Regions from separate parts of the Gossypium hirsutum genome. Here region 2 is linked to region 1. A link is a contact called in public Hi-C data. All regions are on one chromosome and are shown on one strand. The core of a region is the stretch at or near the end of the contact, and the rest is flanking DNA. Distances in the headings are between cores, read along the strand shown.

Region 1 (7,917 bases), core at 3,707-6,206:
GCTTCCGACTGTTGGTCTAATAGACGCCGTATATCTTTAAGAGAGGTAGGTAATCGAGCATAACTTGCCGAATAGTTCCACCTAATTAAATAAATTTTTAGCATACGATTATATTTTAAATATACATAATAATTATAAAATCTAATATAAAATTTACCTCGTTATGAGTGAGAATGTATATGGGTGGTTCATTCGATGACGTAAAAATGGAAAGCGAAACTGTGCCCATGACTGTAGTAGTGATAGGCAACCTCTGATTTTCGCTTTATTCGGTCGTGTCGGCCCGCACATCTCCCGGTACAATGTTGCCAACACGGTAGACCCCTAACTAAATTCACCAGTTGCTCTAAAATCAATGAGTTTCAGCAGCCATCTCAGATGTACAAGGTTCCGTGACAAGTCCGACATCAGATAACCTCCAATTATCTCAAGAATGTATGCCCGAGCATATCAGATTCTTTCTAGTTCGGTAGAATCATCATCTGGCTTCGGAAATATGTCTCGTAACCAGTTCATCTCGATTCGACCTCCGTTAATATAATCTGGAATAGCGCCCAAAAGCTCGTAGCATACCGCTCCCTAATCACCAGATTGAACAGACCCGGTGACTCCGTACCCGTCCACCGGCAATCCTAATTGCAAATTTACGTCTTCCAACGTGATTGTACACTCTCCATATGGAAGATGAAATGCGTGTGTCTCGGGTCTCCACCTCTCTATCAATGCACTAATGAGTTTCGGGTCCAACTTGCATCCACGGCCTACCATCGCCATGTGCCAAAAACCCACTTCCCACATGTAATTCTCTATCAACGATGATGGAGGACGATGCATATTACGGATATAGCGTTGCAATATCCGATCTACAGACTGTTATAAGAAATAATAAAATAAAATAATTTAAAATTGCATAAATGAAAAAAATCTTAAATAATATTTAAAAATTAAATTTAACACTTACCATTTTCATTTGTTCGACGGATATGTGCTTGTTATCAAGACGGATTAATTTTCCGGCCATTGCTAACATGATCAAATTTTTATGATTTAAAAAAAATTTTAAAAATAAAATTAGAGCTTTTTTTAAAATAATTAAAGAGAGCTTTGAGAGGAATTTGAAAGGATTTGAGATAAATATGAGAGAATATTGGAGATAAATATGAGAGAATTTGAGAAAAAGGATTTAAGTGTGAAAAAAATGAAAGGGGGATTTTATAGTTTTTTTTTACCGTTGGGGCCAACGGCTATTTTTTTTGACCGTTGGTATTGTAGCGACACGGGGAAAATGCTTCCTTGAGGAAGCATTTTCCTGCTTTGTCACCTGACAACGCGCTGACGTGGACGCGTTTTCTGGGAATTAGGCCATTCCAATAATTAATTTTTATCGGGTCCATTTTAGTAATTTAAAAAAAGGGGCTTTTATTAGTATTTTACCCAAAAAACCTGAATTAAAAGAGTGAGGCACAAATTTTAAAAACTTTAGAATTTCATGGGTGGACTTGGGCTTTTGACCCATTTGAACAATTTTTAAGGTAAAATTTAAGAAGAAGCCAGCCTTTATTAGTAGTGTAATAGTCGGCCATTGTTTCTCATGGAGGCTTTTCTTCTTCTCTCATTTTCCCTTGCATTTTCTAAAAGTAAATACTCAAAATTTTGCTAAATCACTTAAAAAACAAACCTCCTAAACTCATTTACACCATCAATCTTTTAAACATTAACCTATCATTTCATGAGTTTTAGTGGGTGAGAAAACAAAGCTAGAAAGAAATGTTTCAATAGTTTTTTTTAAAGAAAAACTTTTTTAACATGATATTTTAGTTTAATGGTTATGAGAAAGCTTGAAAAGATTTGTTATTAATATTCTGATATATTTTAGTGTATATAAAATTTTGAATGATGAGAATGGAGTTCCTAAAACTTAAATGAGGGTTGAATCAAGTTTATGAAAGTAAGATTATGTGTCGTAGATATTGTAATATGTGTAAAATTTTAGATTTAGTTAATGTTTTTCAATTTAATCATTTTTAGTCGTTATACTTTAGTAAAATTTTTTATTTAGTCCTTGTGCTTAAAAAGTTAAAAACTAAGTATTCTTACTTTTTCAATTTTAAAATCCTAATCCAATTATTAACACAATAAATCATTTTCACCAATTTTTATCAATTTGATATGTTTATTTCTGTCAATCATATGACTATATTATGGTAGCCTAATCAACTAGCAAAATTGATAAATTTTAATTGAAATTGAATTTCAAATTATGCCTAAGTACATGGATTTTTTGACCTTTACTTGGTACATAACCTTTTTTTGCCCAATATTACATGAAAATGATTTTTTTTCAAATAATTTATTACTTAAGCTTTTTGTGGTCTAATTTAATACCTAAATTTATCAATATTATAAAAATTATCCCAAAATACTAAAGTACGTTAGTTTTTTTTTATGAGAGCACAAAAATAACTAACACATGACTAACATGTGACAAATGTTATTGAATTTAATATCATTAATGGTTACATTTATTTGGAGTTTCTTTATTTTATTAAAAAATATGTTCAAAATTTACTTTTAATTAGTGTTGAGATTAGTTTGACTCTTAATGACAAAAATAATTTAAAAGGGACCATATACCTAAAATATGTTATGGTTTTCACAAAATCCTCAATTTCATAAGAATATTAAAATCCGTGTTAAAAAATTGTAATGAAAGAAGAAAATTAGAGTTATAAAAATCCAAAGTAAAATAAAATAAAATAAAATAAAATAAAAATAACTAAACATTCCACGTGAGCGTCAGTCATAGCCGTATCGGCAAGCACCGCAAGCACCCGGGGGTCGAGGAAATGCCGGAGGTATGCACCACACCGGATCCTCTTCGACAAGTACCACCCTGGGTATTTCGAGAAAGTGGGTATGAGGTACTTCCACAAACTCCGCAACAAGTTTTACTGCCCCATCGTCAACATCGACAAGCTCTGGTCTCTCGTCCCACAAGACGTGAAGGCAAAGGCCAACAACGATTCGGCGTCGATGATCGACGTGACCCGATTCGGGTATTTTAAGGTCCTGAGGAAAGGTGTGTTGCCCGAGAATCAACCGGTCGTGGTTAAGGCTAAGTTGGTGTCCTAGACTGCTGAGAAGAAGATTAAAGAGGCTGGTGGTGTGGTTGTGCTCACCGCTTAGGTTAGGTCTTTTGGTTTTAGATCTGAATGACATCTCTGTTATATCATTATCTTGGACTTATTTTGAAATCAGATTTTGCATTAACATCCGTAATTTTGGCCCAATTATAGATATTATATGTGATAAGTTTTGAGATATGTAGTTCATCTTGTTGTGTTTTGTTGCATACCATGGATTTTGGTAGACATAGACTTACGTTGAAAACTTATTAGCCCCGGATGCAATGGCTTGTTGTATGTGATGTATGCGATTAAGGTTTTCCTGCATAGTTTGAAGCGGTTCAAAACTTTGGCATGGAATTTATGATGAATTTTATGGGGGGACTAGTGATAGCTCTCTTTTGTGTTGGTGAATTTTGGAATAAATTTTAATGGTCTAAGATGCAATCAGTTGGTGCTCATAAGTTACTCGAGTTCAACTCGAAAAAACTTTGAACTTGCTTTAGTAATTATTGAGTCGAGCTCTCCGTCGAGCCGAATTCGAGCGTAGTAATACTTGACTTGAACGGATCGTAAGTTTTATTGAGCTTTTCATAATTTTATATTATTAAATTATGCTATTATCCTTAATATAATTATTAACCCTAAACTTAATTAATGAGTTGAGCTTGAGCTCAAATTCAGAAATTGGTAAAGGAGCTTAATCGAGCTCGATTATATCTTGAGCCAAGCTTGGCAGTATTTGGGCTTAGCTCGGTTCGATTATACCCCTAGTTGAGCCATTCCCCATTTTCCATGCTGAAACCCAGCTTATTAATAGGTGTTGCAGACCAAAATGAAAGTACGAAAAGCATATGTCTTAGCTGCCCTGCTTCATTGACATTAGCAATTTACTAATCTGGGAATGGTGTGTTATATGTGGTGCCATTGCTTAATGTGGTCCTACGTATTCAAGAAGTTATGTTAAAGTTCATGGATGCAGAAGGGAAAGAAATAGACATTTATTATGGACCATAAATTGGTAATTCACTTGGTGACCATCATATTTTGTAATTGGTATCTTGGGATCTAAACTTTGTAGGATAAAATTATTTTGAAGACGATACTTTGATCGAGTTTTCTTTATTTTCTAGTATTATTACCGTCTACCCTTGAGCATGAGAAATGCATGAAGTGAGTGAGGCATAAGGTTAATTTCTTGCTTGGTACCACAGGGATTTAAGTGTTCATTTGAGGCGAAGCTGAAACAATACATACAGCAGTGAGTGAAGAATAAGATGACTATAAAACAATAACCAAAATTTCTCAATGCAACCATAGTTGTAACTTTGAAAATAAAACTGTTGCCGTGAAGGGAGGCAAGGCTGTAACTTTGAGGTTCAGCAAAGAGAGGGCTTTCATTTTCCTGCTCTTAAATGTACACCAGAAGTGAGCGTGTTGAAATCCACATGGCTAATGCAACGACGTGTTCAGTTGATTGTCATGGTATCGCGAGGCAATTTGTAGGCTGCAACGCTACCTTAAAAACTGTAATTATTTGTTTGTTACAACCCTTTCAACAAAGCAAAAGAAACATGATTTAGTTTACTTAAATTAGTAGTGAACACATTAGCCGAGTAAGTGTGAAACTAGCCTTAAGGCCCAACCCAAATCAAAATATCTCCTATGCTAAATTTATCTATATATTTTCCCAAATAAAAAAAAATCACAATTCTAAGATCCAAATCAATTTTGCACCCTTTAAGCCCAACGTGATAAGGGCCAACCCCTGTTTAGATCCATCAAATCACAAAGCCCTAAAATGCAAAAAAACCATTGTCCACCACACAATAAAAACTGACAAAAACCTATTTTCATTTTTCTCATCTATCAGCCGCGCTTACAGAAGTCCCGTTCAATCCAAGTGTCTAACAATGACAACCTGTTTCAAGAAGAACAGTAAGAAGCGCGGCCACGTGAGCGCCGGTCATGGCCGTATGGGCAAGCACCGCAAGCATCCGGGGGGTCGAGGAAACGCCGGAGGTATACACTACCACCGGATCCTCTTCGAAAAGTACCACCCTGGGTATTTCAGGAAAGTGGGTATGAGGTACTTCCACAAACTCCGCAACAAGTTTTACTGCCCCATCGTCAACATCGACAAGCTCTGGTCTCTCGTCCCACAAGACGTGAAGGCAAAGGCCAACAAGGATTCGGCGCCGATGATCGACGTGGCCCAGTTTGGGTACTTTAAGGTCTTGGGAAAAGGTGTGCTGCCCCAGAATCAACCAATGGTGGTTAAGGCTAAGTTAGTGTCTAAGACTGCTGAGAAGAAGATTAAGGAGGCTGATGGGACGGTTGTTCTCACTGCCTAGGTTAGGGTTTTTGCTTTTTGTTCTCTTATATTATCATCTAGGACTTAATTTTTGAAATGAGATTTTACAATAACATTCTTAATTTTGCTTCAACAATATATGGTATGGTGTTTATTTTCTCGTGTTTTGCTCTGTTGCATTTGCTTGATTTAAGTTAAGATGGGGAAATTCTTGATACTTTAATGAGATTGCTATTAGCTGTTCGTGCTATCTCTATCGTCAGTGTTGAATTATACAGATAATAGATATTGATGAATATTATCAACTTGTGTTGCAATGGAAGATCAACTCATGTATTTATACAAAGACTATAGACTGTTAACTTTCTTAACCAACTAACTGTTGACTAACTGCTGGCTTAACAGCTTATCGACTAACCAACTATCTTTTATTACTCTAACATTCTCCTGGTCTTTTAATTTCCTTAAACTCAGTCACTATATCTTTTTTTGTAACTTGAAGTGCCTCTCGAAAACCTGCAAACTTCTTGGGAGCAATAGGTTTAGCAAGAGCATTTGTAATATGACTAGATGATGGAACATAGTTGACTTGTAGTGAGCCATCAACCACTTTCTCATAGACAAAGTGATAGTCTATTTCAACATGCTTAACTCTTGCATGATGCGTTGGATTAGCAGACATAGACACTATAGACGTGTTATCACACCAGACAATTGGTGGCTATTCTATATGAACCCCTATCTCTTCTAGTAGCGGTCGAACCCACACGAGCTCGGATACACAGTTTGCCAGGCTGCGGTATTCAGCTTCTGAAGACGACCTGGACATAACAGCTTGCTTCTTGGAGCACCAAGCTATTGGGTTTGGCCCTAGGTAGATAACATAACCTGTGGTAGAACGCCTGCCTTCAACTGAAGAGGCCTAGTCAGCATCTGAGTAACACACCAGTTTAAACTGTCCTTTGGAGAAAAATATCCCATGTTCCATGGTTCCAGCTAGGTATTTAAGAACTCGTTTAACTGTTTTCCAATGAACCTCACTAGGTGAATTCATGTATTGACTTAGTTTATTAACACAGAAGGATAAGTCAGGCCGTATAATACATAGATATTGTAGCATACCAATAGTGCTACGGTAAAGGTGTCCATCGACAGCCGCTTGACCATCATTAGAAGCAACCAGCTTAGGAAAACTAACCATATGGGTAGGTGTGGCAGCTACACCCTCTATTCCTGCTTTTCGTAGTATGTCTTGAATGTACTTTCGCTGGGTGAGTAACAGTCCTTGATACATGGACTGAACCTCAATGCCAAGAAAGAAACTAAGCTGTCCCAAGTCTTTTAGAGCAAACTGACCGTGAAGTTGATGCACCACATCATCAATGTCTTTACGGGAGCTGTCAGTGATGACTATGTCATCGACATAGACCATAAGAATCATCTGACTGTCACCAGACCTATGAATGAACAAAGAGGGATCAGCTTGTGTCGCATGAAAACTCAGTTGACTTACCAAAAACTGTTTGAGTGTGTGAAACCATGCACGGGGAGCCTGACGTAAACCATACAAAGCTTTATTCAGCTTATAGACCAGCTGCTGACCATTGGGGCCGTACACATCAAAACCAGCTGGTTGATCCATGAAAATCTCTTCAGTTAGCTTCCTATTTAGGAATGCATTATTCACATCCACCTGTCGTAGTGGCCACCCTTTCATCACAACAATAGCAAGCACTGTTCTTATCGTAACTTCCCGTACCACTAGACTAAACGTATCCCAAAAATCAGTCCCTGCATGCTGAGAAAAGCCCTTAGCTACCAATCGAGCTTTGTACATGTCTACAGTGCCATCAACTTTTTTCTTTATTTTAAATAACCACTTACAACCAATTGTTCGACGCTGTAAAGAGGTCGGGCAAAGATTCCAGGTGTTGTTGCTGACGAGAGCATTCATTTAAGCAAGAACATCATCTCTCCAGTGCTTATGAGTCATAGCAACATGAATATCAGTAGAAGTGTCAGACGATAAGTCAACGCTATTGAGATAAACCTTGGTTTTGAAGACACCAACTTTGTTGCGAGTGATCACAGCATGGGAGTTTTGTGGGATGGGATGAGAAGATGGTGGGACTATAGGAACAAGTAAGTGAGACATAGAGGTAGTCGGGGAACCAGAAGATATGGGAGAGGTAGGCCGAACAGTTTGTGGTGAGGCTGGTGAGTTAGACAGAGAGGCAGGCAAAGATAAGGTAGATTGACCAGGAGAAGGAACTGATGTGTAGGGAAACTCACCCTCACCATCTGTTTGTAGTGTTCGAAGCTTCAACCTAAGAACTCTCTCAACTTGCTTGTGAAAATGAGGAAACATAGTAACAACTTCAGACTTATTGTGCAAATAGAGCCATGTAAACCTGGTATAGGCATCAGTAAATGCCATATAATAGCGAAAACCATTGGAGGTTACTGGAGCTGGACCCC
Region 2 (7,917 bases), core at 2,778-5,277, 200 kb after region 1:
TTAGAAACATACCAATTTTGGGAGGGTTGAACGGTTTGAAGCTCAACAATGACTTTGTAGGTTTTGTCTTGGTGTTTTCGTGGAGAAGAAAAGATAAAGATGTTTACCTTTTCTTTATTTCTTAATTGTTTTTTTTATGTTTTATACATTTTCATTATAATTAAAATTTAAAATTAATTTACTTATAACTTCAGGCCACCACAAATTTATACGGGTCTAGTTTCTATTTCAAGTCTTGATTTAATGGCTAATTCACTACATAGAAAATAAAAATCTATAATGATTAACTTTTACCATTTTTATGATGTAGTCTTTATACCTTAATTAATCACTAATTCAGAAAATTTTCATATCCAAAATTTAATTCATCTATTAATAACTCTGTAAATATTTAATAAATATATTTGTGAGCTCAATTTACGAAAACAAGGTCTTGATGCCTCATTTTTCGATATCAATGACTTTATGGTCAAAACACTTGTACCCAAACTAACTATCCAGTTAACAAATTCATTAGATCCAATTTAATATAATATTATAATTTATTTGTAAATATTAATTAATAATACTTACAGATTCGATCATCAAAGAACAAGATTTTGAAACCTCTGAAAAACAGGCTGTTACATTCAAGATCCTTCCAAATCTCTGTTGTAGAAGTATGGTACAATAAACTAGCAGCGATATCCTTTGAAATAGCATTGATAATCCATAAAGTGACAAGATTGTTCGTTCGTGTCCAAGCATTGAGACAATCAACTAAAGAAGATTCCAGTCAAACAACAGATCTATCAACAAAACCCAATTTGTTCTTGGTTGATAACGCCATAATCATAGAATGATGCCAAGTGTTGTAATTGTCAAACAATAATGTTTGAGAAACCAAATGCAACCTTAGGTTATCAGAACCTTAGGTAATAAAGATTATTACCATTGTCAAATTGATCAGTCATAGAAACCATGTTGAAACTCAATAAATCAAAAATAAAATAAAATGTTTGGTTGGTTGGTGAGAAAATGCCAAGAAAATGAAATAGGAAAACAAAAAAATAATGAAAAAAATCAAGAGAAGGCCTCTAATACCATATTGGAAGAAAGAATTTGTTGGAAAAATATTCATTAATGAATGAAGTTTACAAGAATGAATATATAACCAACTATGGCTAGCTAACTAACATTCTAACTGAAATTGTAACAAATTAACCAACTATGACTATAATTAATTACGTAATACAATATGTAAAACACAAGATGAACACACAATATGTACAAAATCACATTAACAACGATAATTTTTAATCTATATTCAATAAATACAATATTATACAAACAACCAGTCCTAATTTCTTCAAGAATTTGTATTGATATTCTGTAAAAAAAATATAAATCAATTAAGATATTAGTAATCTTATACAAAATCATTATCCCAAAATTATTCCATCAAAAAAAACTTAATCTTGCATAAAAATTCTAATTTATCACAAGTAAAGCCACAATTTTAATTTTTTTTTAGAGATGAATCGATAAAGCTTGAAAAGAAAAGAAGCATTGTTATCAAATTAGAGAAACCTACTTAAAAGTATTGAAATATTGATAATTTATCTTGTAAAAATTATGGAGAGAGTATGAGAGAATAAGAAAATTTTGTGAAAAAAATTATGAATATTGAAAGAAAATATTGCTATTGGGTTAATAACTTAATTTACTACTTATATTACTTTTTATAAAGTAATTTTTTAAAAAATTATGAAATTAATTGACCTCACAATTTTACGTGTGGCTCCACCATTGCATGCTATGATGTAGAGAAAAATAAACTTGGTTTATATAGAAAGAATATTAGGGATGTAAAAGAAAGAAAGAAAAAGGGCAGATTTCATGATTTAATATGAATTAAACTTTAAAATGATGGGTAAAATATATAATAAAAAAATCAAATATGAATTGAACTTGTTCACTCCATTTTCAGATTAATAGATCAATTTAAGATTCAGTGTAATATTTCGGTGAAATGGATTTCATTAATTAATAGTACAGAAGATAAATTTCATTAAGTTTCAATTTTTCTTAAATTATGCTTCTTCTTTTTTTTTGGGGGGGGGGTTTAAATAAAAAATAAATAAGTTAACTAATGAGTATTGAGTTAGGTATATTGGGAAGTTAAACATAATAATTATACTTTTATAGAGAAAAGTAATACTTTTACATGAGAAAAAAAATTAAAATTTTATTTTAAAATTCTATGAGAGTAAACTTGAGCTTTTAAATGCCCAAAACCCAAGCACATTTTGGACAGAAATCATTTTCATTTGCAAATTACTTAGCTTTAGCTATAAAAAAAATGGACAACAAGAATAATAACTTGAATTCAATCGACCATTATCTAGCCTAGCTTAAATAAGTGGACCCATATTGCAGTTAGTATTGAAAAGTTAATTTTAACTCAAAAAGCATAAATAATCCAACTTGAAATCAAACATGAGAATTGAGGGGAGGGGGTTTCGCATAATCAACAAGCCTAATTAAGCAAAGTTAGTAGTTCAATCTTAGTATCAAGTTTGAGCTAGCCAAACTTCAACCCTTGAATATCTAATAGAACTTGAGCTTCTTATTGTTTGAGCTTGGGTTAGCTCAATGACACCCCAATCACTATAAACTAGAATAAACTATAATACTAAATAAACACTTATTTCTAAGATATTGTTCGTATTAATTCATTGAGCTTTATAATTTATTTTACAAATTGAATAAGATGTGAATGCATAATTGATGAGAAATTAATATCGTATATAATAAAAGTATCATGAAAGTCCTTGTATTTAGAGTTGGATTGCATTTTTCTTTCTCTATTAAAAAAGAGGCAAATTAGTTTATATACATTATATCAAAAAGCAAAGTAATTCTTTTTGTTATAAATTTCATTCATTTTTATTGCTAAAAATTGGTTCTTATACGTCAGTATGAGATATACGTGGCATACACATGTCATTGTCAAGTTATTTCGTCATTCATACTAGTTTTTAATAGTACAAATAAATAATTTTTTTTAATAAAAAAGATGAATTTATCTAATTTTTAAGTAGAAAAAACAAAATACAATCAAACTTTAACTACATACAACTCCATGCTACTTTACCCACCATGTATGCATGTAAGGAAAATAATATGTCAACGAACTCTATCCAAGACATTATAATTGCTAAGCCTTTGAATTGATATGTTCAAAAGGGAGTTCAGCAGTGAGCAACATTATTTTCATCAAAGATCCAATAATTGAGCCATATGCCCCATATTATTTAGTACTAAAATAAGCATCAACATTTCTATCTTACTGTTAAAGAATCGTAATGTAGTTTGAACCTCTGAATAATAATGATAGTTCTTGTCTGAGTATATTGGTGGTCGTAAAAATTATCACTCCATTTTTCCCTTAAAAATGCAATTATTTTATTAATTGCAGAAGATTGCTCAATAGATTTCATCATCAAATAATTTGATGGGGTGTTGGGCTGCTTAGTCAAGGAATGTCTGAGTCACTTGTTAGAAAACTAATGAATAAAATAGTAATTAAGCACGGAAAATAGAACACAAATTGCGTGGTCAACAATTCAAAATTTTCATCACTCTGTTTATCTTTTCTACAACATCATCGGGTCAACGGCTAAGGGTTTTTTCTTTCTTTCCAGTCTCATAATTCTTTTATATTTTTGTCTATATGGGCTAAAAAATGTGACGCCAACCCTTGTCTTACAGTTGTATTAATTATCAGAATATGTGTTGAGTTGCAGTATGAATTAAGATGGTCCGAAAGTAATTGGAAAATTAAAGTAATATAAATTAAAAATAGATGGAAAAGAATGCTTTGACCGGAAACCAGTAAAAGAAAATGAAAAGGAAGGAAGGAATAATTTTCAAGTGATGCTTCCGAGCAAGTGCTTTTCACCTTCCTATTACGAAATGTAAAAAACTTAATCAATTGACTCCTCGTCATCTTCTTTTGGTGCATTTTAATTTGTTATTATTATCATTTACTATTATCGTTGTTTTTCCATTCACGCGCTGCGTGGAAAGTGGGATACCAATAATGGTGTAAAAAAAACAGCACAATTCCCTAGAAGAGGAGGAGCTTCCTAAAAGAAACGTCAGTAGCAGCTAGCTAAGGCTGATTGATTTTCTACTTCTTGACTCGCCCAGGACTCACCAAACGTATTAACTCATTGAGTTGATGATGGGATCGGCGGAGGAGAAAAGAATCGAGGATGAGCTTTCGTATCCGATTATGCTAGCTGAGCGAGTTCGGGCGGCGGCGGACGAGGCGGAGTCGTTTAAAGTTGATTGTGGGGAGGTGGGGAAGCTAGTAGATCGGCTTTCCCAAATGCTTCGAACCCTGGTCCGCTCCACCACCTCGGTTCAAGCCCTCTACGAACGCCCGATTCGCCGGGTAGTCTCCGAGGTCTCCAAGAATCTAGAGCGAGCCCTCACCTTAGTCCGAAAGTGCAAGAGGCAGAGCATCTTGCGTCGAGTCGTGAGGATCACGAGTGCCACCGATTTCCGCAAAGTGTTGAACCTTCTGGACGCTTCCATCGGCGACATGAAGTGGCTCATGGGAGTCCTCGACACCGAGAACAACGGTACTGCCAGCGGAATCTTCCTTTCCCTCCCCCCGATCGCTAGCAACGACCCGATTATTTCCTGGGTTTGGTCTTACATCGCCACCGTCCAAATGGGCCAATTAACCGATCGAATTGAAGCTGCTAATAACCTCGCGTCTATCGCTCGAGACAACGACCGAAACAAAAAGATAACCGTCGAAGAAGGCGGCATCCCTCCTTTGTTAAAGCTTCTCAAAGAAAGCTCTTCAGCGGATGCCCAAATCGCAGCGGCTAATGCGCTTCTTGTTTTAGCAAACGAGCAGGAAAGAGTTAGGAGTATTGTCGATGAAATGGGGGTTCCAATTGTGGTTCAAGTGTTGGGAGATTCCCTTATGAAGGTTCAAATTCCGGTAGCAAAACTAGTGGTGAGAATGGCGGAGCATGACCCTGTGGCTCAAGAGGATTTCGCCAGAGAGAATGTGATTAGGCCGTTGGTCACTTTGTTATCGTTCGAGACTTTTGTGGAAGATTCTAAGACACAGTTGGGTAAGCAAAGCATTCATTCTATAGTTCGATCAGAAATTTTCTTCTGCTGGATCGACTTCGAGAAACTATAGTTATAGACCGTATTCGAACTCCTACTCGAATTTGCATATGGAAGGGAGTAGTAGGGGAGGAAATCATAGGAAAGAAAGAGAAAATGAGAAGCCTGAAGTTAAACTTCAGTTGAAAATTAATTGTGCTGAAGCTTTATGGATGCTTGCTAAAGGCAGTGTTTCAAATAGTAGGAGGATAACTGAGACAAAAGGATTGCTTTGCTTGGCTAAATTGGTGGAGAAGGAACAAGGTGAATTGCAGTATAATTGTTTGATGGCAATAATGGAGATTACAGCTGCTGCTGAATCCAATTCCGATCTTAGACGTGCAGCTTTTAAGACGAATTCCCCCGCTGCTAAGGCTGTTATCGATCAGCTTTTAAGGGTGACCAAGGAATTGGATAGTCCTATATTGCAAGTTCCTGCTATTAGATCAGTTGGTTCATTGGCAAGGACTTTCCCGGCTCGGGAGACTCGAGTGATCGGTCCTTTGGTGACACAACTTGGTAATAAGGATCAAGAAGTAGCAGTGGAAGCTGCCATTGCATTGCAGAAGTTTGCATCTCCAGAGAATTTTCTCTGTATGGATCATTCAAAGTCGATAATCGAATTCAACGGTATTCCACCTTTGATGAGATTGCTTAGATGCGGTGACAAGGCACAACTGCACGGAGTAGTTCTGCTCTGCTACCTCGCTATACATGCTGGTGATAATGAGGCTTTGGAACAAGCTAGGGTTTTGACTGCCCTCGAAGGGGCAGACCGAACAGTGGTTGGGCAACATCCTGATTTGAAAGAATTGGTGACAAAGGCCATATATCAGCTCAACCTTTATCACACGGGAGTCCATCCGCAGAGGCAATTGTTTGCACCATGAATGTGCACCCAACATTTTTAAGTTGTTGTTCTGCTTATGTTGATTTGAACTTTTGGAAGGCAAGCTGAAAGGACATTCACAAATATACACATTGGGATCAGTTAGAAAAAGGAAAAGATAAAGAGTAGTGTTATCAAAGTAAACAGGCTTCTGCTTAAGTAATTATACACTGATCAAAATACTTAGATGCTTCAATGCTTTTTATAGTGGACATAAAACTGTTTGCGAATAATTTCATTTTTTGTTTGTTTTTAAGGACCTTGAATTAGTGATATAATCTTCCCTGTGCTTCTCACATTACTATTGCGTCCATAGTTGCTTCTGTGGGATTAATATACTAGAGAATATGTCACATATCAGACTTGTTTTGATTTTTTGTCTTAATCAGGTATCCGCCGCTGACAGCAAAGACTATTCTCTTCGCTGTGGGTGCTTTCCAAAAAGATAAACAGCCGACCATGAAATGTGCTCTTTTCCCATGAGCAGAGATCAAACTCCGGATTACATGGTTAAGAGATGAGGTGAGCAATCATCACACCTCAACTCATGCATAACTTGTTTTGACTTGGAGACTAGAATATGATCCTGTTTTTTCTACTGTGGATGAGCAGACTATGTTTTTAGAACATTGCGGTGGGTAATAGATAAAAAATTTTCCCTCGGTCATTCATTTTCTTTTCAACTGACTTTTGTAGTGGGTTTTTACTTCATCAACAAAATAAGGTTTGTCCTAATCCCAGATTGTTCATATCCCTTTTTCTTTGTCCCTTCTTCTGTAGAGGTATCCGATGAAGCTGTCGGAGTTTTAGAAACAGGTGGTGCGGGTGACCTGATGGAATAACTTAATGGTTGGTTTAGAGGAATTTCAGTTCCTCTAATGCAAGCATTTGGAACATGAATGGTTAAATCGTTGGAACCAAAAGGAAAACAAACAGTGATAAATTCTGTCATGCATCAAAGCTTAAGAAAACAATCAAAAGGAAGAGGCAATTTTACGGTTATTTGAGAGTTTAATTCAGCCTTTTATTAATGAAATCGTTTAATTTATATTTAGTTATTGTTAATTATTAAGAATGCTATAAACTATATGTATTATTATGCATATTTTAATGACCGGTAAATCACCAAAGATTTAAAAAAAAAATCATTTTAACATTTCATTTATTTATTTTTATCCTTTTAGCTATTAAGCTTGTGTTCTTGTCAAATTACCTCAAAATTAATAGAAAAATTAACATTTTTTAACTTTGCTGACCTTGCATACACATATATTGCCATATGGGTGATACATCAACATTTAATTAATTTTTAAAAATTTTAAAAATTCAAAAAAATAAAAAATTATTTTTAAAAATTAAAAATCATTAAAATTATAAAAAATCATTTTTAAATTTTAAAAAATTAATTAAATATTAACATCTCATTTACATGGCAATATATATAGCACATCAACAAAGTTAACAAATATTAAATTTTTTCGTCCATTGTAGGTGATTTGACAAAAAGAATGTAAATTTAAATTTTAAAAGAAGCAAAAAATTATATGGAGGGTTAATTTTTTATTATATAAAATTGGAAAGTTAAAGTCAATCATGGCCTAAATTTTTCATAAAATGTGTTCGCATTAAAAATTAAGATGATAATAAATATATCCATGCTAGAGGTGCTCATAGGTAAGGAGTTCATGCAAGGTATTTAGATTAATTTTTTAAGTTTGGACTCGGTCCAACTCAAAAAATGGGCTCACTTTTTTATCTAAGCTCAACTCAATTTACGAAAGGTAAGTTTGACTCGCTCATATTTGATTTTTTAAGATTAGTTTTTATTGAAAACATAATACATGAAATGCACT

The links. Hi-C and Micro-C count contacts between places; a contact is called where the count stands out from the background.
Region 2: a contact with region 1 is called in a Hi-C map of leaf, with 2.5 times the contacts expected there. The contact joins the promoter of LOC107909697 here to the promoter of LOC107909701 in region 1. A contact is called at or near these places in 5 of 34 Hi-C or Micro-C datasets (all in leaf).

The regions. Positions count from the first base shown.
Region 1 is chrD02:60,148,183-60,156,099 of Gossypium_hirsutum_v2.1, forward strand. It overlaps LOC107909701 (60S ribosomal protein L27a-3), which reads left to right and starts at 4,957. Exons shown (of 1, transcript XM_041088917.1): 1 at 4,957-5,596. The coding sequence starts at 5,039. The coding sequence ends at 5,479. It also overlaps the pseudogene LOC107907867.
Region 2 is chrD02:60,347,040-60,354,956 of Gossypium_hirsutum_v2.1, forward strand. LOC107909697 (ARM REPEAT PROTEIN INTERACTING WITH ABF2) reads left to right here and starts at 4,028. Exons shown (of 4, transcript XM_041088920.1): 1 at 4,028-5,163; 2 at 5,165-6,223; 3 at 6,454-6,586; 4 at 6,845-7,118. The coding sequence starts at 4,226. The coding sequence ends at 6,065. It overlaps LOC121214747 (a long non-coding RNA gene), which reads right to left and starts at 1,088. Exons shown (of 4, transcript XR_005910483.1): 1 at 574-1,088.